Regions from separate parts of the Rattus norvegicus genome. Here region 1 is linked to region 2. A link is a contact called in public Hi-C data. All regions are on one chromosome and are shown on one strand. Each heading gives the region's core, a stretch centred on a gene start, on an enhancer-like site or on the middle of the called end of the contact. The rest is flanking DNA. Distances are from core to core; before and after follow the strand shown. Region 1 overlaps Katnip (katanin interacting protein). Region 2 holds the start of Gtf3c1 (general transcription factor IIIC subunit 1).

Region 1 (3,858 bases), core at 913-3,412, 37 kb after region 2:
CCTCACCTCCTCACCTGTCAAAGGAGGACAAAAATAATAACAGGCACTTTATAAGCTAATGAAAGTGCTCCTTGAAATAGTGGTGGGTGCCAAGTGCTCAACTTGGGGCTTGGTGCACAGGAAATACTAAAACACTTTAGTACATATCTTCCTCTCTTGTTCTGAGCAAACATCCCTCTGGTTTCCTTCGTCCTCCCTTTCTTTGTTGACAGGGTGTCACCTTACCTCCCAAGTGCTTGGGTTATAGGTATGCACCACCACATGTAGCTTAGGGCCAGTGTTCCTAGTATACTTATTGTTTGTGTCGTGCCAATAGTTTTTGGAGTTACAGCACATCGCTAGCTTTCTGAATACACGTATGCGGGTGTGTGTAGATCAGAGGTCAGTGTCCAGTGTCTTCCTCAATTGCTCACCATCAGTCTCTCACTGAACCTGCAACTCCTCATTAGGCTAGGCTATGGAAACAGTGAGCTGCAAGGACTGCCTGTTCCAGCACTGGGGTTGCAGCCCTGCATGGCCGTGCCTGCCTTTTACATCTGTGCTAGGGACCAGAGCTCAGGCCTCTAGGCTTGCACAGCATGAAGCCGTCTCCCCAGCCCATACTGCGGACTTTACACTCCGTCTTCACTCTTGTGAACTTTCCTTCAGTTGTGCTTCCTCTCCCACTGCTTCCTTGTCTGGGACCTTTCCCTTCCCAATGCAGTCTAGCAAACCTTCCATGGCCCATCTCTGCCCTGTCAAAATTGTCCTGAACTTAGATTCCGTCATCCATTTGTCTCCCATCTAGATGTCATCCTCAGACTTTATAAACAGCCTCTAACAGCCATTGATAAAATTATGGCCTGAGATGGGACCAAGGACAAAGTCCCATGGCATGCCACCCTTCCCAGGAAGAGTAATTTAGATGGCAGGGTAAGATGATGAATCTGCTCAGTTCCTGTAATAGGATGTCCTTGAGGCTTGATTATGATAATATTAGCAGCCACAGGGTGGGTGTTATTTACCATAGCCAGGCACTGAGGTAAGTGTTTTCCATGTAATGCTATTATTTCTTATAGTACCTCTGCAAAGTCTTGCATTACTCAGGACTTGAATTTTTTTTTTTTAAAGTCTATCTGGAGGCAGCAGAAGGGGTCTGTGTACTGCAATGCAAGGCTCTGAAGAGGGGGTGCTTTTCAGAATCCAAGAGTAGGGAGGGTCATGAGCAGATGTCTGTAAGCTCCCGGGATGTCCTCTTCTCAGCTTCTATTTTGATAGTTCACTCTTACTTCAACAGTCTTCATGCTTGGTGCAGGCCAGTTCTCTGGCTTCCTTTCTTTATTTCTTATTTTTTTCTTTTCTTTGTCTCTTCAGAAGAGGTCTTGCCAGGTAGACTTCACTGGTCCAGTGAAGTTCATCTAATCCTCCTGCCTCATCATTCCAGGTGCTGTGATTATAGGAAGGAGCCACCATGACTAATTTAGCCTTCCTGCTTTCTTAGTTCATCTGGCAGAAAATCCAATGACTTCTAAATTTGTTTACCCCCTTAGGAGAGTAGTCAGGCCTCTATCCCATCAGCACCCAGGCAGGAAGATGTGGGCTAAATAGTGATGAGTGAGGGAAGTGGGGAAGGAGGGAGGGATGGATGGAAGAAGAGAGGATAAGAGAGAATATCCTAGACCTTCTAATCTAAGCTTCCTAGGATTATTGGCTCCTGGGCCACCCGCAGCCAGCAGCACGGTCACAGGTCTTGACCAGCTTCCAGGAATCTTAGACTGTGACTTGTGACAAACAAAACAGGGTTGAGTCCACAGTCCAGCTGCTTGTTTTTATTTGACAAATGAAAGGTCCTCAGGCTAGATGTGGTGTCAGGGAGGGCTGGCCAGTGTCCGAGGTCTGTGATGTCAGTCTGTCCTTTGTGCTCAGTGGGAGCCATGGTTGACTCTTGTCTAGAGAGCTTGCTTGGCACTTTTTCCTTGCAGAAGTCTCAGAGCTTCGAGTTTCATGGAGACCATGGAGTCAGCGAGGCTAGGCTCTACCTCAACCTCTTCCTCCCCTTCTTGGCTGCTGGCTCAGTGCTTCACCTTCTGCAGCTGGAAAACAGGGAGGATAGCAATGGCTGCTCTACAGTTGGGATGATCTGGTGACCTTGTGCACACAAAACCCTTGGCAAATCCTTTACCCAGCACAGAGCCCTAGGCTTTCCTAACCATGCAATGGTGGAGAAAGGCTCAGGGTCCAGGGAAGAAAGACTTCAGTCTGTAAGACAGGGGCTTCGGGAAGAATCGCACTGAAGCAGCTTTAGTTGGCAGAAACGGGGAGAAGAGGAACAGAATCAGTGTCAACTGCAAGCAAGATCACAGGGGCCACAAGCAGTCCCCTGTGAGAAGGAACACATAGCACACAGGGTGAACGGCTTGATGGTGAAGACTCTGTCATCATTCATCTGTTTATTCCTTCACCTTTAATATGTGCCATCGTGGTTAGAGACAGACTCTGAGCAATAAATGAAATACGAAGAACATCAGAAAAACAACTGGGCTGAGGTTGAGGCAGCACAGAGTGTGAGAGTTGTTAGGTCAGGACTTGAGGAAGTTCCTGTTGAGCTTAGAGGAAGTGATAAGCCACTGGGATCTCTGGGAAACAAAAGATCTGTAGAGGGAGCAGCATGGGCTAGAGCAGGGGATCCAGGTGAGCCACTGTGGAGCCCCAGCAAGCTGATGGCTGTTTGGGGGCAGCAGTGGAGGGTACTGGGAAGGGGCTGGTAGCTGTTATGTTGGATAGGGTGAATGGGAAAGAATGGGATGAAAAGAAGGTCTGGCAAGTCAGATAAAGGTGTGAAAAGTTTCAGGGGAATGCTAGGAAGGTGGCCCACAGCAGACTGCAGGCACCTCCATCATCTCACTGCAGAGGGAGCAGCAGTGATTCTCTGGAGGCTATCTAGAACTGAAGAGCCACGATCCTATTCACTTATTATTTGATTGTCTGTTTTGGAGGAGAGAAGGTGATTTGACTTGTTATTTAAATAACACTCAAAACTAGCTTGCTTATAGATAAAAAGTTACTGTTAACCAGGCTGAAATGCTAATTCTTTTTTCCATTTTCCCCTAACCTCTCTTGGAGTAACAATTGCCACTGAAACCTGGCGTGCATTCTTCTGTACCTTTCTTTGCGTGTGTGCTTGGCTGAATGGCCCACAAAATATGTGTAGCATTTGTGGTGGTTTTGGCTCAGTTTATAGCATTGTCTATCTTGAGTAGCTATTGGCTCATGTCTTTTTAACCTGTTGTAAAGGTTCAAATATATGCTGATTTAAAAAAAACACAAATAATTTTCATCTAAAGCAAAACAAAACTGGGCATGGTGACATACCTATAATTTGAGAAGCTAAGTAGAAGTTCAAGGCTAGCCTCGGCTACATAGAGAGTTCTAGGCCATCCTGGGCCACAGAGTGAAAATGTGTCTCAAAAAGTCAGTCAATCAATCAATCAATCAATCAATCAAACAAACAAACAAACAAAGAGGACTAATGGGGACAGATGTATTGCAGAGGGTTTAGCTATCCCCACTGGAGGACATTGGGATATTTGAACCAGCTTTCTGTACCTTTTCCTAGGACCCCTATGAGTCCCTTTCAGATGGGTTCTAGGGACTAGAAAGGCCCAGTCCCAGGTGACAGTGAATATACAGTGTTCTGTCTTTCCTATTTCATTGGATTCTATCTCTTTTCTCAGAGTGCCTGTGTGATCTGGCAGGGGTACAGTGCAGCAGTGGACTCGCTCAGATCTGGTTGAGAGCAGGCTCTTATGAAAATGTCTTGTTCCTAGGGGCCCAGAGCCCATAAAGGTGGTGGGCTACTCTCACCCTTAAGAATACGTT
Region 2 (4,199 bases), core at 1,163-3,662:
GTGTCACTGAGGCGCCACATCTGTATCTGTAAACATTTTGGAAACTGTTTTCCTCTCTGTGAACTCTGTCCTATATAACTCTTAATTTACCAGTACATACTGGGGCCTGCTCTCTCCTTCTCCACCCACACTTTAATCTTGGTTGAAAGTGCAGCCTCCTCCATCCAGCCTTGGAATGTAGGTGTAGCTTCAGGAGGTGTCCAATCATAACACTCTCCTGGGGATGATCTCTTGATTACCAAGTGCCCAGAATGACTCACAGAGGTCTAACTCAGCCCTTCCCCCTGGCTGCTTTACCCACCAGGATTCTCTTACTAAACAGAACATTCCCTTACACTCAAAAGACCTCGAGATACAGTTAGCACCTCCCCTAGATTCACCCACTGCTCTTCCTCCCAACTCTGTGAAGGGGATTAGTGTTCATTCCGGTTGTCTCAGCAGCAGACACCAAATACACAGACCTTCATTTCTGTCTTTCCACACTCCATATCACCAGTCACCAGATTCTCTGGACTGTCTTTCTAACATGCCTTTTACTTTTCTTAAACAATTAATTAATCAATTAATTTGTTTTTTCAAGGTAGCCCTGGCTGTCCTGGAACTCACTTTGTAAACCTGGCTGGCCTCAACCTCAGAGATCTCCTCTGCCCAAAGTCATGCACTGCCACCACCATCGGATTGTCTTTTTTAAACATACGTTCTCACCATATAACTGGAGCTGGTCTTGATTTCAGATCCTCCTGCCGGAGCCTGCCTGCAGGGCTTACAGGTGTGTGCTACTAGGCAGGGCTCTCTGGGATGTCTTGATCCCACACTTTCTTCATTCCCACCCCACCATGATAAACCAGTCCCTGACTGGTTGTGGCTAGGTCTCTCAGCTTCACTGTCACCAGTCTCACTCTCCCTCCAGTGACTTCCTTCTGTCTTTATAGTAAAGGATGGCTTCATCAAGGGCATTAGATAATCACAGGTTCTTTCTCGGACAAATTTAGTCAAAGGTAGAGTAGATCCTGGACCTAAATTTCCTGGATTCTTAGTTGATGACCACTTCACCCCTGAGCCTCGTTTTCTCTTCAGAATACCCACCTCTTTCAGGGTATTGCAAAGCTTTCTGCACCATGTAAGTATCTCATACAGTCACACCTCACAATAAGCACACGTTAAGTGGCAACAATCACTCCCCATTCTCTGTTTCCGGCTGACACTTCAGGTGCATGCAGTTTACTTATCCCCTGTTAAGCTATCCCACTTGGTGTTGCCTGTTCAGAGCACTCTTTGCCAAGTGGCCACCTAAATCTAAACTTACCTCTAGGTAAGTTCATCATTACCTCTACAAACCTCCTCTGACCTTCATAATATAGCTTAAGAATTCCGACTTGCAGGGCACGGTGGGGCATGTCTGCAATACAAGTGCAAGGGTGCAGAGGCAGGAGGGTATGAAGTCACAATGGACTATATTGTCAGCCCGTAACAAAACACTGTAAAGGGGCGGGCCGAGGCTAAGGGTGTTCTCAAGTGGTAGTGCTCGTGTCTAGAGCACTCAAGGAGCTGGGTTCTATTCCTCAACAGGGACGGATAGAAGGAAAACGTGCATTTAGCAATCCCTGAATCCTGTACTTGTGCCTTAACCTCTCTGTGGTCAGTTTTCTCCTCTGCAAAATGAAAAGACAATAGTGTCTCGCTCAGAGTCTCGGAACTGCTCTACTGAGTTCTGTCACTTTCAGAACTGGGTCTCAGGACCCACTTATGGAAAGTGCCCAATACACATCGGCTACTATTTCACTGCTATGTTTGGTGCTGTGCAGACCTCCAGTTAGTTGCCTTAGCTTTCAGAACGAATGCTCCCTAGAGGCCCCTGAAGGACCTCACCTGGTTCCACTTTTCAACCACTTTCCTACTCCCGTCCTATCATCCAACTTAAAGGAACTCTTTAGACTCTCTCAACACACTGGGAAACAGTTAGGTCACAGCGGATGCCCCCTCCCCCAGCTCATCATACTCGGGCCTGCTAGGGCGCAGAGCTCAGGTTAGCTCGCCTCCCGCGCCCATCCCCCACGTCCCACGATACCCGCTTTGCAACGCACGCACCATCCCGTCCCCCTCCAGGCTCTCAGCCCCCGCCCCATCCCTGGTAGCTGACCGGTCTTGGAGCTGCAGGTCAGGTCGCTCTCGCGGCTCCTCGTAGAAACTGATGCCCGGGTGCGTGACTAAGGCCCGCCACAGAAACTCCTGCGTGTAGGGTTCCAGCGGCAAAGGGAAGGCAGGCGAGCGGGATTCCAGGCGGCTCCACAGCGCGGGCAGGCACAGGCCGTCGAGCCCCTCCAGGGCCACCTCGTCCAACAACGACTCGAGCGCGTCCATGGCCTCTTCAGTTAGCAGCGCCCGGAGCGCCTGCGCACCTCGCCGCCGAGGCCAGGACCCAATGCGCCTGCGTACAGCGACCCAAGGCCTAGGGAAGGCGGGTCAGCTGCCCAGAGCTGAGAGGGAGTCCCAGAGCTCCGCCGTGACGTCACGCTACCCGAGGGCGGGCTCAATGAGATGAGTTTCTTCTCCATTGGTCCGGAACCCCGTAGTAACCAGGGGAACTGCAAACAGTGTCAGGGCCGCTTCCGGTTCGGGAGGCCGGAACCGCCGCCTCTAGGGATGGACGGTTAGTGTCCGTGGGCCCCGCCGGGAGGTTGGGCGGCTGTCCCTCATCCTTCGGAGGTGTCTCGGGGTGGAATTCAAAGCCACAGGGACCCGGGCCCAAGATAGTGTCCAGCTTGAGGGGAAGGTTCTGGCGGTACGGGATGGGCGGTGCGGGATTGGGACCTTGACTGGGAGTGGTTGTGTAGGAATCCCTCATACCTAGGGAGGGGGGAGGAAAGGGATTGGCGTTGGGGAGGCTTGAGGAGGATTGCGGGGGTCCTGGGATGGGCAATGGGTATGTGGAAATTGGTTGGAGGTAAGCGTGTCCTCTGGGAGTAGGTTTGTCAACTACTGGCATCAGGAGTGGAGGGAAACGGCTGGGAATACTTTTATGTGCTTTGGTATTGTTGATAATTCACGTTAACTAAGTACTGTTCAGTGCTAGGGTTTCTGTAACTACTGACAAGGGCAAACGTTTCACAGTAGTCCTTTGGAATAGTTACTTAATTTACAGGCGAGGGAGCTGAGGTTAAGAGAAGACAAGCAACTTGCCTGCCCAAAGTCAAATAGCTAATAAAGAGGCAGCATGAGTAAGACTCCTGGACATTGTGTCTGAAGTAGAATTATGGGGGTTTGAAATCTGAAGCCTTTCATTCCAGAGCTTGCCAGTGCACATGTCTACAGGGGCAAGTTTGGTGGGCTGTGACTGAAAACCAGTTGCCAATCTGTCCAGAAGCAGCTACTCAGATCTAGTCAAGTGTTTTTAGGAGCAAGTTTCAAACTGTGACAGCCAGTTAGTTCTAAGGCCAGAGGCAGCCTGGTTAGAATCACTTTGGGCACTCAGAAGCACCCTGGGAATAGCTATTGTGATATCCAGCTTTTCAGATGGGAACACTGATGTTTGTGGAGACTGCAAGGGTCCATGCTAACCTGCTGTTTCACAGTTCATTACTGCCACTTACTTCTGCATTCCTGTAAAAGCCAGTGGACACAGCATGGAAAGACATGTTACCATTGAATGTGTTACATATACTTAAAGGATGCCTTTGTCCTTTGTACTTGATACGCTATAAAAAAAGTGTTTTTATCAGTTTGCCCTGTGGGAAAGTCCACATAGTGCTGCTGTAGAACAGTAGTTCTTGAATCTTGAATGCCTCGGACTCCTTTAAGCCTTTCCTTTAAAAGACCTTCAAGCAATATAAGCACGTATTATATCTGTGATGTTGCCACATAAATACAAAATTTTAAAACAACAGTTCACTTAGAATTGACATCAGGCCAGTAGTGGTGGTGGGTGTCTCTTTTCCCAGTACTTAGGAGATCTCTGTGAGTTCTGGGATGGCCTGTTCTACAAAGTGAGTTCCAGGTCAACCAAAGCTAAGCTACATAGGGAGGGCCTGCCTGTCTTAAACAAGAAGCAGTTAAACTTTGACTCCTGGATGTAGATATTGGAAATGAAAATAGCTGTGCATACCCCTCCCCCAATTAGAAAAAAAAAGGATAGTTTTATAATTCTTCTCTCCCTTTCTTTCCCTTCTTGGTTTTGTTTTGGGACAGGGTCTAGGTAGCTC

The links. A called contact is a pair of places that touch in the nucleus more often than the background predicts.
Region 1: a Hi-C map of liver shows a contact between it and region 2, with 2.5 times the contacts expected there. The contact joins the enhancer-like site here to the promoter of Gtf3c1 in region 2. A contact is called at or near these places in 2 of 12 Hi-C or Micro-C datasets (both in liver).

What each region holds. Positions count from the first base shown.
Region 1 is chr1:189,735,404-189,739,261 of GRCr8, forward strand. All of the region lies in intron 2 of Katnip (katanin interacting protein), which reads left to right. Among named protein-coding and RNA genes, the nearest start is that of Katnip, 36 kb to the left of the region's middle. Within about 2 kb of position 2,163, at least 3 of the 93 cell types and tissues checked have an H3K27ac peak or open chromatin away from gene starts, as enhancers often do. A contact at or near this core is called in liver, where this site is marked.
Region 2 is chr1:189,698,436-189,702,634 of GRCr8, forward strand. It overlaps Gtf3c1 (general transcription factor IIIC subunit 1), which reads right to left and starts at 2,413. Exons shown (of 37, transcript NM_133541.2): 1 at 2,141-2,413. The coding sequence starts at 2,361. Katnip (katanin interacting protein) reads left to right here and starts at 2,615. Exons shown (of 28, transcript NM_001395755.1): 1 at 2,615-2,650. The coding sequence starts at 2,644.